Regions from separate parts of the Sus scrofa genome. Here all the other regions are linked to region 3. A link is a contact called in public HiChIP or PLAC-seq data. All regions are on one chromosome and are shown on one strand. Each heading gives the region's core, a stretch centred on a gene start, on an enhancer-like site or on the middle of the called end of the contact. The rest is flanking DNA. Distances are from core to core; before and after follow the strand shown. Region 1 overlaps LONP2 (lon protease homolog 2, peroxisomal). Region 2 overlaps LONP2 (lon protease homolog 2, peroxisomal). Region 3 has its middle 86 kb from the start of N4BP1. Region 4 overlaps LONP2 (lon protease homolog 2, peroxisomal).

Region 1 (2,808 bases), core at 229-2,728, 230 kb before region 3:
GTGTGTGTGTGTTTGTGTTTGTCTTTTTAGGGCTGTACCCGTGGCATATGAAGGTTCCCAGGCTAGGGGTCCAATTGGAGCTGTAGCCACTGGCCTATGCAAGAGCCACAGCAACACGGGATCCGAGCCACGTCTGCAATCTACACCACAGCTCATGGCAACGCCGGATCCTTAATCCACTGAGCGAGGCCAGGGATTGAACACGCATCCTCGTGGATGCTAGTCGGGTTTGTTAACCACTGGGAACTCCGACAGATTTCTGTTTTAAATCTTCACTGAAATTGATATAAAATTTGTTCACTTTTTTCAAGTGAGTATACCTTTGTGTATGTGGCTGTCATTAAGAGAACTGAATCTAAAGAAGATAAAAATTTCTTCTTTTTTTTTTTTTTCCTTTTTATGGCCACACCTATGGCATATGGAAGTTCCCTGGCAAGGAGTCAAATGGGAGCTACAGCTACAGCAATGCCAGATCTGAGCCACATCTGTGACCTACACTGTAGCAATGCTGGATCCTAAACCCACGGAGCAGAGCCAGGGATTGATCGCACATCCTCATGGATACAACATCAGGTCCTTAACCCACTGAGCCATAATGGAAACTCCAAGAATTTCTTTTCTTTTTTTTTTTTTTTTCTTTTTTTTTTCCTTTTTAGAGCTGTACCTGAGGCACGTGGAGGTTCCCAGGCTAGGAGTCGAATTGGAGCTACAGCTGCCAGCTTATGCCACAGCCACACTTGGGACCTAAACCATGTCTGTGACCTACACCACAGCTCACAGAAACTCCGGATCCCTAACCCACTGAGCAAGGCCAGGGATCGGATCCATATCCTCATGGATCCTAGTTGGGTTCCTTAACTGCTGAGCCAGGAAGGGAACTCCAAGAATTTATTTTCTTTATTGAGTCTTTTGTGAAGGGAGCTTTTGTATGTGTAAGTATAAGGTTTTTAGAAATGTATGGTGCATATTGAGGTTATAATCATTGCCAAATAAAAAGTATGTGAATTTGTCTTTTGAGTCATTCTGAAAGCCTGATTTCCGATACACCTTGCTGGTAAGTAAGTACTCCCTAGCCGTCACTGTACCAGACGTTTCATTAAACACTCCAACAACCTGCCCTTGTGCTGTTGGGGTCTTACTCCCCACCCACCCTCTCAATTATCAAAGCCTGGAGAAAATTACGTGAAAACCGGTTTGGAAGCAGGTAGAGAGGGGGCTGTGGTTAACTAGAGGGATGGAGGGATTGGGAGCAGACTGTGCGCCTGTGTCAGAGGTAGGGGTCGAGGAGGCGACTGGAGGGGAGAAAGAACAGTAGAGGATTAGAGCATGACCAGGGGTGGGGTGTGCAGGAACAAGTGGTTCCATGTGACAGTTGAGGCATTTTGGGAACACCCAGGTCATGGCATTTAAGTACTGGTCACATGCTCACAAGCAGAGTTCAGGCGAAGTTTTGTTTTTGCTCAGCCTGAGTAGGCAGCACTGTTCTGCAGCCTTAAAATAGCCAGGGGAAAACAGAGCTGCTTTCTGTTGTCTGTCCTGCTTATTCTCTCGATCCTGTTGTTGACTTTCCCTTTTTGCCCTGCATGGAGCTCCAGCCTTTTGGTAGAAGTACCTGTTTATGTGAAGGAAGATGCTAATACATTCGGAATTGATTTTAAAATCAACCTAAGACATGTCTTTCAGCGTGAAAGTGATCACGAGGCGGGAGATGGGGAAGAAAAAGAAAGACTCGCTTTACGTTTAAATCTGAAACTGGGAACATTATAGGGATCCGACTAAACATTGGCCCATTGTTTTGGTTGATATTATTTTGAGTGGATTAAAGGAAGAATAGTCATATTTATGCTGCATATTAACTAATGCATTTTTTCCAGTCTTAGCCTTTCTCATTTCTCATTATCTCCGTTGGGACTTTTCTAACTACCTTATAAGCCACAGAATGTCTGTTCTCATCTGTCAGTTTTTATGACTTACATTTTTATTTTTAAATCAGTTCATAGGCAGTAAGTATAAAGTGACTTCTTTTAGAATGAAGTTTTATGAAATCATGTTCATGTAACATTCTTTTCTCCATTAGCTGTTCCTCGGTGAATTATATTACTCTTGTGATAGTTCTCAAGTTATTGGTGACGGTAATTCTTTGGAAGTCGCTTACCAAGTGTTTGTTCAGATGATAAAATTTTATCGCTGCCAGGAATCCTTGGCTCAGTTTTCAAACAGAAGAGAAGAAAAATCAACTTTTGCCTTCTCCATTCTTAAATTTTCGTCTGTAACCCGAAATGGCCATGCTTTAAATATTAAATTAGCTCTTTCATTCTTAATCTCTACAAGGGAAAAATAACTGAAGCAGCACGCTTTTAATATATATTTAGCCTAGTGTGCCAGACACATTGCAGTGTGCTCACTAGCCTCCTTATAACCTGTATTTGCATACAGCGCCTCTCTGCCTCTAAACCTTACCGGTTTCTCTTGAGGCCCCAACGCAAGGCTTCCTCCTTTAAGATAAGTGCAGTCGGCTGTGCCCTGCTCTCCTCTGCACTGACCACTTACTGTCTGTTGTGCTCTTTGAATGACTAAATAATACAGGCCTCTGGCATTGCTAATACATACCTGGAGAGAGAAAGTGTAAACATATGAAGCAGGAGCTCTGTAGGATAGGGGTTTTCCCACACCTTCTGCTCCTTTGTGTCACCCGGTGCTGTCGCCACCGCACCAGACATGGCCGAGTAGTAAGTGATCCCTAAGTGCTGTGTGCATTCAGGTCAGATTAAAATGTGATTACGTGTTGGAAGTCATGCAGTCCTTTAG
Region 2 (2,738 bases), core at 175-2,674, 250 kb before region 3:
TAGCCCCATGAATTTGTTGAGTGGCGAGGTTACCAGGCAGCATATGTTTAAATGCTTTAGCAATGTATTATATTAATATCAGTTTGCTTTTGTTGAGATTGGACCTAAACCATTCTAGGACATACCAGCCAAAAGGGTATATCTAAAGTTATCCAAAGGGTATTTTTTCTTCTTCTTTTTTTTTTTTTTTTTGGTCTTTTTGCCTTTTCTAGGCCCGCTCCCGCTGCATATGGAGGTTCCTAGGCTAGGGGTTGAATCGGAGCTGTAGCCACCGGCCTACGCCAGAGCCACAGCAACGCTGGATCCGAGCCGGGTCTTCGACCTACACCACAGTTCACGGCAATGCCGGATCCTTAACCCACTGAGCAAGGCCAGGGATCGAACCCGCAACCTCATGGTTTCTCATCGGATTCGTTAACCATTGCGCCATGACGGGAACTCCCAGAGGGTAGTTCTAAAGCTTCCCTTTTAACTTCCAGTGTTTCCCAACCAGATAGTTATTAAAGCTAAAAACTCTTAAAAATTAAAATAATACAGAAGCTGTTCATCACTAGAACATCAAGCCATCAAATTACAAGTTACGTTTATGCAGAAATCAGGGTCACGCAGTGACTGGTAATAACTAAGGAAGATTAAGCCCATGGTAGACTGATTTCAGGTATGGTTACACCTTGCTCATCTAGACTTCTGGGAGGGGAGCGCACATGCATTAACTATTGGACTCTCTAATTCTGGGTTTGCCTTGTTTTGGTTAACTCTGGATTGAACAAAAAGCTCTTCCCTTCACCCCATTTTGTTTCAGAGCTTACTGAAACACATTATGAAATGTAGTCTTCGGTTTCCTCTTGCTGAAATCCAGTGACCAAACTGGAGCTACGCAGGTCGATTTTTTTGTCTTTTTTTTTTTTTTAGGGCAGCGTCTGGAGGCCTTATTATGACAAACACCACTGACTGAGGAAAGATGTGTAGGGCAAATGCGCACAGTCTGTGGAATTTGTACCAGATGTGGCATTTGCAGTGACACATCGCTAGGGGTGAACAGCAGTGGGAAAGTAGAAAATCTGGAGCTGTACCTGTGGTGGTGCTGAAAGGAAGAACCCCTTGAAGAAAGAAACTTCAGTTTAAGGACAGGAGTGAATACAGTATTTAGGGATGAAGGGGAGAGAGGGGGAAATAGATGTTCCCTTCCTTTTCCTGGGTAATCCTCCTGGGGCCACTGTCCTGTAGACACAGCTCGGGGCTTCTTCCTCTTATTCTTTCCCTCTCCCCACTTTGAATCCATGGGGGTCACTTAGGGACCCAGGTGGGTTGGAGAGTCATTTCAAAACATGCTTCTGTCATTGCCGAGGAAGGAAACGGGGAAGTGTGGCAAATCTCTCAATGGCTTTTAATTGACAGAAGGGACTGTCACTTCCTTTCAGGTTTCATGGTTCAAGGCCAGACCCATAGCCATATCCGTGTTGAAAAGGAGAAAGAACAGCCCTATCCTGTGCCCAGTAGGAAAGGAGAACTTTGTCAGCGGGCCCAGTGACTATCAATTACTGAAAGTGTGCCTTGAGCTTCATCTGTCTTAATCCAGGATATACCCTGGAAGGTGTTTTTTTGTTTTTGTTTTTGTTTTGTTTTGTTTTTTAAGTCATTCAATCAGTGCTCAGATTCTGGTTAATCCAATGTTCTACTGAAAAACAGTTATTTCAGCTACTGATTGGCTAACATGGTAGCATCAGTCATGTTAAATCTCCAGAATTTGACCATTTCATCGTGATTGTGTAAGAGACTGTCCCGTGTCCTTAAGAACAAGGGTCTTGAGGTCTGCAGTTGATTCTAAAATGTCCGCAGTAATTGTATGAGGTTGGGGAGGGAGAAAGCAAATGTGGGAAAATGTTAAAATTGGTGAATTCGGTGCAAGGGGTTTATTGTACTATTGTAGCTTTTCTATACATTTTGATTTTTTCAAAATGAAATAATACATTAACTTACACATTTACAGAGCCTCTCATGAACAGTAGTATTGTCCACTCTTGAGCCATTTTCGCTTTTCACACTGACCAATGTTTTAAAAGTACATCTCTTTTCCTCTGCGTCCTGTAAAAGTGCTTGGACAACAATCATCAGTGATCTTTCAAAAACAGAGACTTTCCCTGAGGGGCCCAAACATGAAACCTGTATGACAGTATGATTTTTTTCAGTTCACAAATGATAGCAGATGTCACTGAGAAAACTTTTTTCCTCTTGCAGTTGGTCGAAATGTTGGATATGTCTGTCCCTGCGGTTGCTAAATTGAGGCGGCTTTTAGATAGTCTGCCAAGGGAGGCTTTACCAGATATCCTGACATCAATTATCCGAACAAGCAACAAAGAGAAGCTCCAGGTACGTTGTTCCCCTCTGGAATGCCACATGGCTTTGTCACTTCTTTTTTTTTTTTTGTCTTTTTGCTATTTCTTGGGCCGCTCTCGCGGCATATGGAGGTTCCCAGGCTAGGGGTCTAATTGGAGCTGTAGCCACCGGCCTACGCCAGAGCCACAGCAACGCGGGATCCGAGCCGAGTCTGCGACCTACACCACAGCTCACGGCAACGCCGGATCGTTAACCCACTGAGCAAGGGCAGGGACCGAACCCGCAACCTCATGGTTCCTAGTCGGATTTGTTAACCACTGCGCCACGACGGGAACTCCGGCTTTGTCACTTCTTACTCGGATCTAGTAAGTGTTGCCTTGCAGGTAAGAGGTACTGGAGAC
Region 3 (2,700 bases), core at 200-2,699:
GGGTATTTTTTGGTATCTGTTACAATAAAATTTTAAAATTTAAAGAAAGGAAGGAAGGGGAGGGAGCAAGGGAAGAAGGCAGAGAAGGAGAGAGAGGGAAGGAGGGATGGAGGAAGGAAGAGAGGAAAGAAAGAAGGAGGAAAGGCAGGGAGGACAGAGGGAGGGAAGGATAGAAGGGAGGAAAAAAAAGGAGGAAGGAAGAAGGAAATCTAAAGCCTACGAGGTACCACAGGGTGAATCTGTTTGAGGGGAGGGAAGAATTGGGAGGGTGAGAATAACACGACTGTATGAAATAGATGATTAATAAGAACCTGGCGTATAGGCGTTCCTGTTGTGGCTCAGTGGTTAACAAACCTGATTAGCATCCATGAGGATGCGGGTTTGATCCCTGGCCTTGCTCAGTGGGTTAAGGATCCGGTGTTGCCGTGAGCTGTGGTGTAGGTCACAGATGCAACTCGGATCCCACATTGCTGTGGCTGTGGTGTAGGCTGGCGGCTTCAGCTCTGTTTGAACCCCTAGCCTGGGAACCTCTATATGCCACAGGTGCAGCCCTAAAAAGCAAAAAAAAAAAAAAAAAAAAAAAAAAAAATCCCTACTGTATAGCATAGGAAAATCTTTGTAAAAAAGAATGGCTCTATTTGTATGTATGACTGATTTGCTTTGCTGTACACCTGAAATGAATACAACATTGTAAGTCAACTCCACTCCAATAACATTAAATTTTAAAAATAAAGCATACGGGGCAAGTTGCCGCCAGCTAGCTCAGCCATCAACTGTCTCGGGGTGAGATGCAGGGAGGCCTGGGCCCCTTCCTGCCAGATGATTCCAGAGGTACGGAGGCATCTCAGCCATCCCCCAAGACCTGGGTTCCTCTCACACCCCCATGCAGGTTTGCCCCGGGAGCCTGATGAGGCCTTAAGCTCCAGCATCTCCATCCCAACTACAGCAACACCTTGGGCATCTCCTTCACCTTCCCTGGGAAAGCTGCGGGGGGCTGGGGGTCCACCTGGCACAGGGGGATGACTCAGAGGTGCTGAGAGGACCAAACAATCCATCGCCCTGGCCCGAGGCTTTTTGTTTCCCTAAAGCCCTCTCCCAGCCAGTGACTCACCCCCCAACCCCCACCGCCCTAGACCAGCTGCTCAGAGCTGCGTCACCAACTGTTGAGGGGGAGGGGGCGTCTGGCATCCAGGTCCAGACAAGCCAGGCTCCCCCCTGCCCCTGCTCTGAGAAGCCCCAAGTTCTTCCTGAGTTTTGGGCAGATTCCCAGAGGCCTTGCTTTCTCGTGGTTGGTTTTGGCCTTTGCTCTTTCTTCTATGTCTGCTGTCTCTGTTCTGCCCTTTGCCCGTTTCTTTCTTTTTTTTTTTTCTTTTTGGTCTTGCCCATGTGGCATGCGGAAGTTCCCTATCCAGGGTTCAAAAATGCACCACAAGCTACTGCCGTGACGACACTGGATCCTTAACCCACTGAGCCACAAGGGGACTCCCACCCTTTGTCGGTTTCTATTTCAAAAGATAAAAAGCTATTCTCACCCAGGGTTCAGGAGTGAGAGCTCGTCCGAGGCATCAAGCGAAAGGGTCACACATGGGCCACACACCAAACCCTTAAAATAGTCAAGGGCCTTCCTGGCCCTCTCCCAGCTCCTCCCCTGGGCTGCCTCCACAGCTGGGCTTTCCCCCTCCCTCTGTAGGCCAGGAGGCTCTCCGGAGTCCCTGTTCCCCTACTTACCATCCAGACCTCTCAAAATGCACCCCAGACAGCCCGGCTGCTGGTTTGACAGGAGCCGCTGTCTGCTGGAGGCAGGTGCGTTTTACTTAAGCGTTTGTACTAAAGGGGACATCAACAGCGTGAACGGTGCACACAACGTATTGTATCACCCGAACATATCCATGTCACTTGCACTCTGACCAAAAATGGAGTGCAGCTGGCACCTAGAAGCCCCCTCCTGCCCTCCTTCCCCAAGGAGACCACCCTCTTGACTCCCAGTGGCACAGAGGGATTTCTCCTGGATCTATTCTTCAGTGGCTTCACCTGGTATGCGCTTCTTTGCATCTGACCTCTTCTCAACATCCTGTTCCTTGTGCGGGGCCATAGATCTTTATTCTCATTGCTGCAGAGTATACCATTATGTAACTATATCACAATTTATTCTAGTTTTGTTTTGTTTTGTTTTTGGCCATGCCCACAGCATTCGGAAGTTCCCAGGCCAGGGATGGAACTTTGGCCACAGCTTCGACCCAGGCCACAGCTGAGACAACCCCAGCTCCTTAACCCCCAGAGTGAGTGGGGAACTCCAGTTTATTCTACCCTTGATGGGCACTGGGGCTGTTTCCAGGTTGGGGCTGTTACTTATAGCATCGCCATGAAAGGTCACATGTGTGTCTTTGGGTGGATTTCCACTGGGAGTGGGATAGCTGGGTCCTAGGAGATGCACCTGTTTCCAAACAGTTTTCCAAAGTGGTTGTAACAATTTGCACTGCCGTCATGGATTTATGGCCAAGAGTTCCAGTTGCTCCCCACCCTCACCAGCACTTGATATTTTTCCTTTCATTTCAGCTTTTCTGTTGTATATAGCTGAGGTATGTTTAAAGAAAATTTTTTTAATACCATTTGACTATTTTTACCCATTTTGCTTACCCACACACCCCACCTCTGGGAGCCACTAATCTGTTCTCTGTATCTATGAGTCGGTTGTGCTTT
Region 4 (2,939 bases), core at 204-2,703, 200 kb before region 3:
TTTGTTAAATGGAAAGGGAGCAATTATCGTACTGGAATTTTACCTGATAGAATTTAACGACAGAGTAAATTTATATTCATTGAAGCTTTTAAGTAGATAAGAACATAAAGTCTTTTAAACATATAAATTAATGTGTAATTCCAACATCTAGAGGGAAAAATGCTTTTATAGGGACCCCTTAGTTTTGTTTTGTTTTGTTAAAATTTATAATCAAAACTCTGGAAATAGCCCTCTTGCAGCTCTTCCCTCCAAATCGTAATTGAGTCTTTGTTGTTGCCATTGCAAGTTTTTTCCTTTATGTATCAAATTATGCTAAAGAAAAGAGGGTATTTGCCTATTAAATAATAAAATACAAACTTGCATTTGTGTTAAGGAGGTAATTATCTCTAATGAGATAGCTTTTTTTTCTCTTTGAGATACATCATTTAATCAAAAGACTTTCAAACTCTGTGCTTCTTTAGTAAGTGCTCGTCTTATGTGTGAGGAAGTTGGAAATTTGAACATTTATTGCTTGGGGATTAAATTTCTTTCTACTGATTATAGTCTTAGTGGAAGTCATACCTCAGTTCCTTCTAAATCCAAGATCCTTTGAATCTGCATTGCATTTCCTCATGGCACTGTGGACGCCACGTGAGTAATGACGGCTTCTTTCCAGGGTATACACAAGAGGAGAAGATCGAGATCGCCCACAGGCACTTGATCCCAAAGCAACTGGAGCAGCATGGGCTGACTCCTCAGCAGATTCAGATCCCTCAGGTGACTACTCTGGACGTCATCACCAGGTTAGTCAGCTGTCCTGAGGCTTCAGTCATGTCCAAGCCTGGAACGTAGATTCCTGTTTGACTGGCACCTCAGAGCATCCGCTTTCCCCTGTGCAGCCAGTTCCCAGCAAACCTTTCCGTGTAACTGTCGACGTGCACAGGGCTCTGTAGGAGGCAGAGAGTCACAGAGGAAGCACTTTTAGAGTCTCTTCATAGCTAACTAAGGACTCATAGTTCAGCCAGAATTTCAACTTTTCCCTAACAGCAGCGCATGGAATTAATTTGATAAGTTAACAACCAAAAACATGGAAACTCTTGAGACACCTTTTATGCCCCAGGATCCTGAAAGTTGAATGCTCCCAAGACGTGAGATGCAGCTTCCAGACATCGGTTTGAAGTTACTCAGATTTTCTTTTCCTCCCTTTGAGAGGTTTTTTTTTTTTTTTTTTAAATCCTTAGTTTTCGTCCTTGGAATTAACACCAAACAACAGAGAAGATACTTTCCCAAGTTAGCTACCAAGTAGTTAAGCCTATGGCAAGCAGTGCATAAATTATCTGAGTAGAGTATTGCTTCATCTGACGTACAGATTGCACGTTTGACTGGAAAATGTATCCTGTTGAGAATTTCTGTCTACAATAGCCTCTCACAGTTTTCCTGGCTCAGCATTGCAGGTCCATTGCATCATCTGGCAAGTGGTGTCAGGCTGCCAGGACTCCTCCTGCAGCCTGTTCCCAGTAACCACTGGTTTTCAAAGGAGGGGAAGTCTCTCTCTGTTTTGAACTTTGACTTAGAGTTTGGCCAGTCAGACTGCTTTTTGATCGAAGCCAGCCTCCTTATGAAAGTCTCTTTGGAAGTCGGTTTAAATTTACATGCGAAACAGTAAGACTCAGTCTGACCTGGGAGTTCCTTTTCTTGTGACTTACTGGGTAGATGATGCCAGAGGAAATAAAACAGGTGATTTATACACCAAAGTCTTCCAAAAATATCATTATTCCAGATAACACCCCTGATGTCTTTGGGTAACTTTCAATAAGTCACTGAACCCTTTTTGATAGCTTCCCCATCTGTAATATATGAGCAATAGAGAAAAATAGCCATTCATAGCTTATCTGGATCTAAATGCGAATGACTTGAGGAGTAATTGCTATTTGTATTTCCCAGTTGTTGTCTGGAGAACGATTTCTTTTTCTTTTTCTTTTTTTATTCTTTTTTAGAGCACTATATTTTTTTATGTATTTTTTGGCCGCATTCTTGGCATGTCAAGGGTCCTGGGCCAGGGATTGAACCCGAGCCACAGCTTCAGTCTACATCACAGTTGGGGCAACGCTGGATCCTTAACCTACCTGTCACAAAGGAACTTCCGTGTTTCCTTTTCATGTACTTGTTCACTCAAAACATCAGATATTGAAAGCTGTGAACATCAGGAAATTTCTCTGAGCAGTTTTCATATTTTTAAAAAACAGCACAGGTATTTGCTACACCAAGCAGGTTTTGGATATTTAGTGAGTTACCCAACTTCAGACATAGTTTTTCATCTTTCCCGTGTTTTTCGTCTTCTCCTATGTGGTAGTCAGACCCATAGAGTTCAGCAGGCAGAGAGGGAGTCCTAGAAGTCACCCCCTCCCTCTTGGCTCCCAGCGTAACTAGCCTGCTTGAATTACAGTGGTTACTGTAAACTCCTCTTTGGTGAGTAAATGTCACTGTTATAAAATAATCTTTATATTTACCTCCCTCTCATTTTCTCATTCTGCCCTATACATACACCTAGAATCTAAGTATACTCCCTTTCTTGTACAGCCCTTCTGGCATTAAAAAAAAAAAAAAAAAAAAAAAAAAAAAAAAAAAGGCTGTCATCCCATAAATGCTCTATTCTTCAAGTTAAACATTCCTATTATCTTTTTATCATTCCTCTCAACCTACTTTAAAGACATTTTACTCTGCTGATTAGTCTTTTTCTGAGTGATTCCTCTAATGTCAGTGTCTCTTTTAAAATTAAACATCCAGAATGGAACTGAGTATTTCAGATGTAGCCTAAATAGCTCATGATATAAGAAGACCACCAATTGTCTTATTCCGACTATATTATTTTATGACTCTATCTCAAAATTTTTAGCTTTTTTAGGTTATCCTCTTTCCTCTTGCACTTAGAGTTGCCTAATACCTTTAGTTCTCTTGCA

What was found. HiChIP or PLAC-seq counts read pairs in DNA pulled down with a chosen protein or histone mark.
Region 1: an H3K27ac HiChIP or PLAC-seq map of alveolar macrophages shows a contact between it and region 3. The contact joins two enhancer-like sites. A contact is called at or near these places in 1 of 47 Hi-C or Micro-C datasets (embryonic fibroblasts) and 2 of 2 datasets of contacts at active chromatin or transcription factors (alveolar macrophages and skeletal muscle).
Region 2: a contact with region 3 is called in an H3K27ac HiChIP or PLAC-seq map of alveolar macrophages. The contact joins two enhancer-like sites. A contact is called at or near these places in 3 of 5 promoter capture datasets (fetal liver, liver and skeletal muscle) and 2 of 2 datasets of contacts at active chromatin or transcription factors (alveolar macrophages and skeletal muscle).
Region 4: an H3K27ac HiChIP or PLAC-seq map of alveolar macrophages shows a contact between it and region 3. The contact joins two enhancer-like sites. A contact is called at or near these places in 1 of 47 Hi-C or Micro-C datasets (liver) and 2 of 2 datasets of contacts at active chromatin or transcription factors (alveolar macrophages and skeletal muscle).

The regions. Positions count from the first base shown.
Region 1 is chr6:36,434,196-36,437,003 of Sscrofa11.1, reverse strand. All of the region lies in intron 7 of LONP2 (lon protease homolog 2, peroxisomal), which reads left to right. Among named protein-coding and RNA genes, the nearest start is that of ABCC11, 27 kb to the left of the region's middle. Within about 2 kb of position 1,478, at least 40 of the 83 cell types and tissues checked have an H3K27ac peak or open chromatin away from gene starts, as enhancers often do. A contact at or near this core is called in alveolar macrophages, where this site is marked.
Region 2 is chr6:36,454,392-36,457,129 of Sscrofa11.1, reverse strand. LONP2 (lon protease homolog 2, peroxisomal) reads left to right here. Exons shown (of 15, transcript XM_005664451.3): 3 at 2,239-2,370. Among named protein-coding and RNA genes, the nearest start is that of ABCC11, 6.4 kb to the left of the region's middle. Within about 2 kb of position 1,424, at least 2 of the 83 cell types and tissues checked have an H3K27ac peak or open chromatin away from gene starts, as enhancers often do. A contact at or near this core is called in alveolar macrophages, where this site is marked.
Region 3 is chr6:36,207,185-36,209,884 of Sscrofa11.1, reverse strand. No RefSeq gene overlaps it. Among named protein-coding and RNA genes, the nearest start is that of N4BP1, 86 kb to the right of the region's middle. Within about 2 kb of position 1,449, at least 14 of the 83 cell types and tissues checked have an H3K27ac peak or open chromatin away from gene starts, as enhancers often do. A contact at or near this core is called in alveolar macrophages, where this site is marked.
Region 4 is chr6:36,411,680-36,414,618 of Sscrofa11.1, reverse strand. LONP2 (lon protease homolog 2, peroxisomal) reads left to right here. Exons shown (of 15, transcript XM_005664451.3): 10 at 656-782. Among named protein-coding and RNA genes, the nearest start is that of ABCC11, 49 kb to the left of the region's middle. Within about 2 kb of position 1,453, at least 35 of the 83 cell types and tissues checked have an H3K27ac peak or open chromatin away from gene starts, as enhancers often do. A contact at or near this core is called in alveolar macrophages, where this site is marked.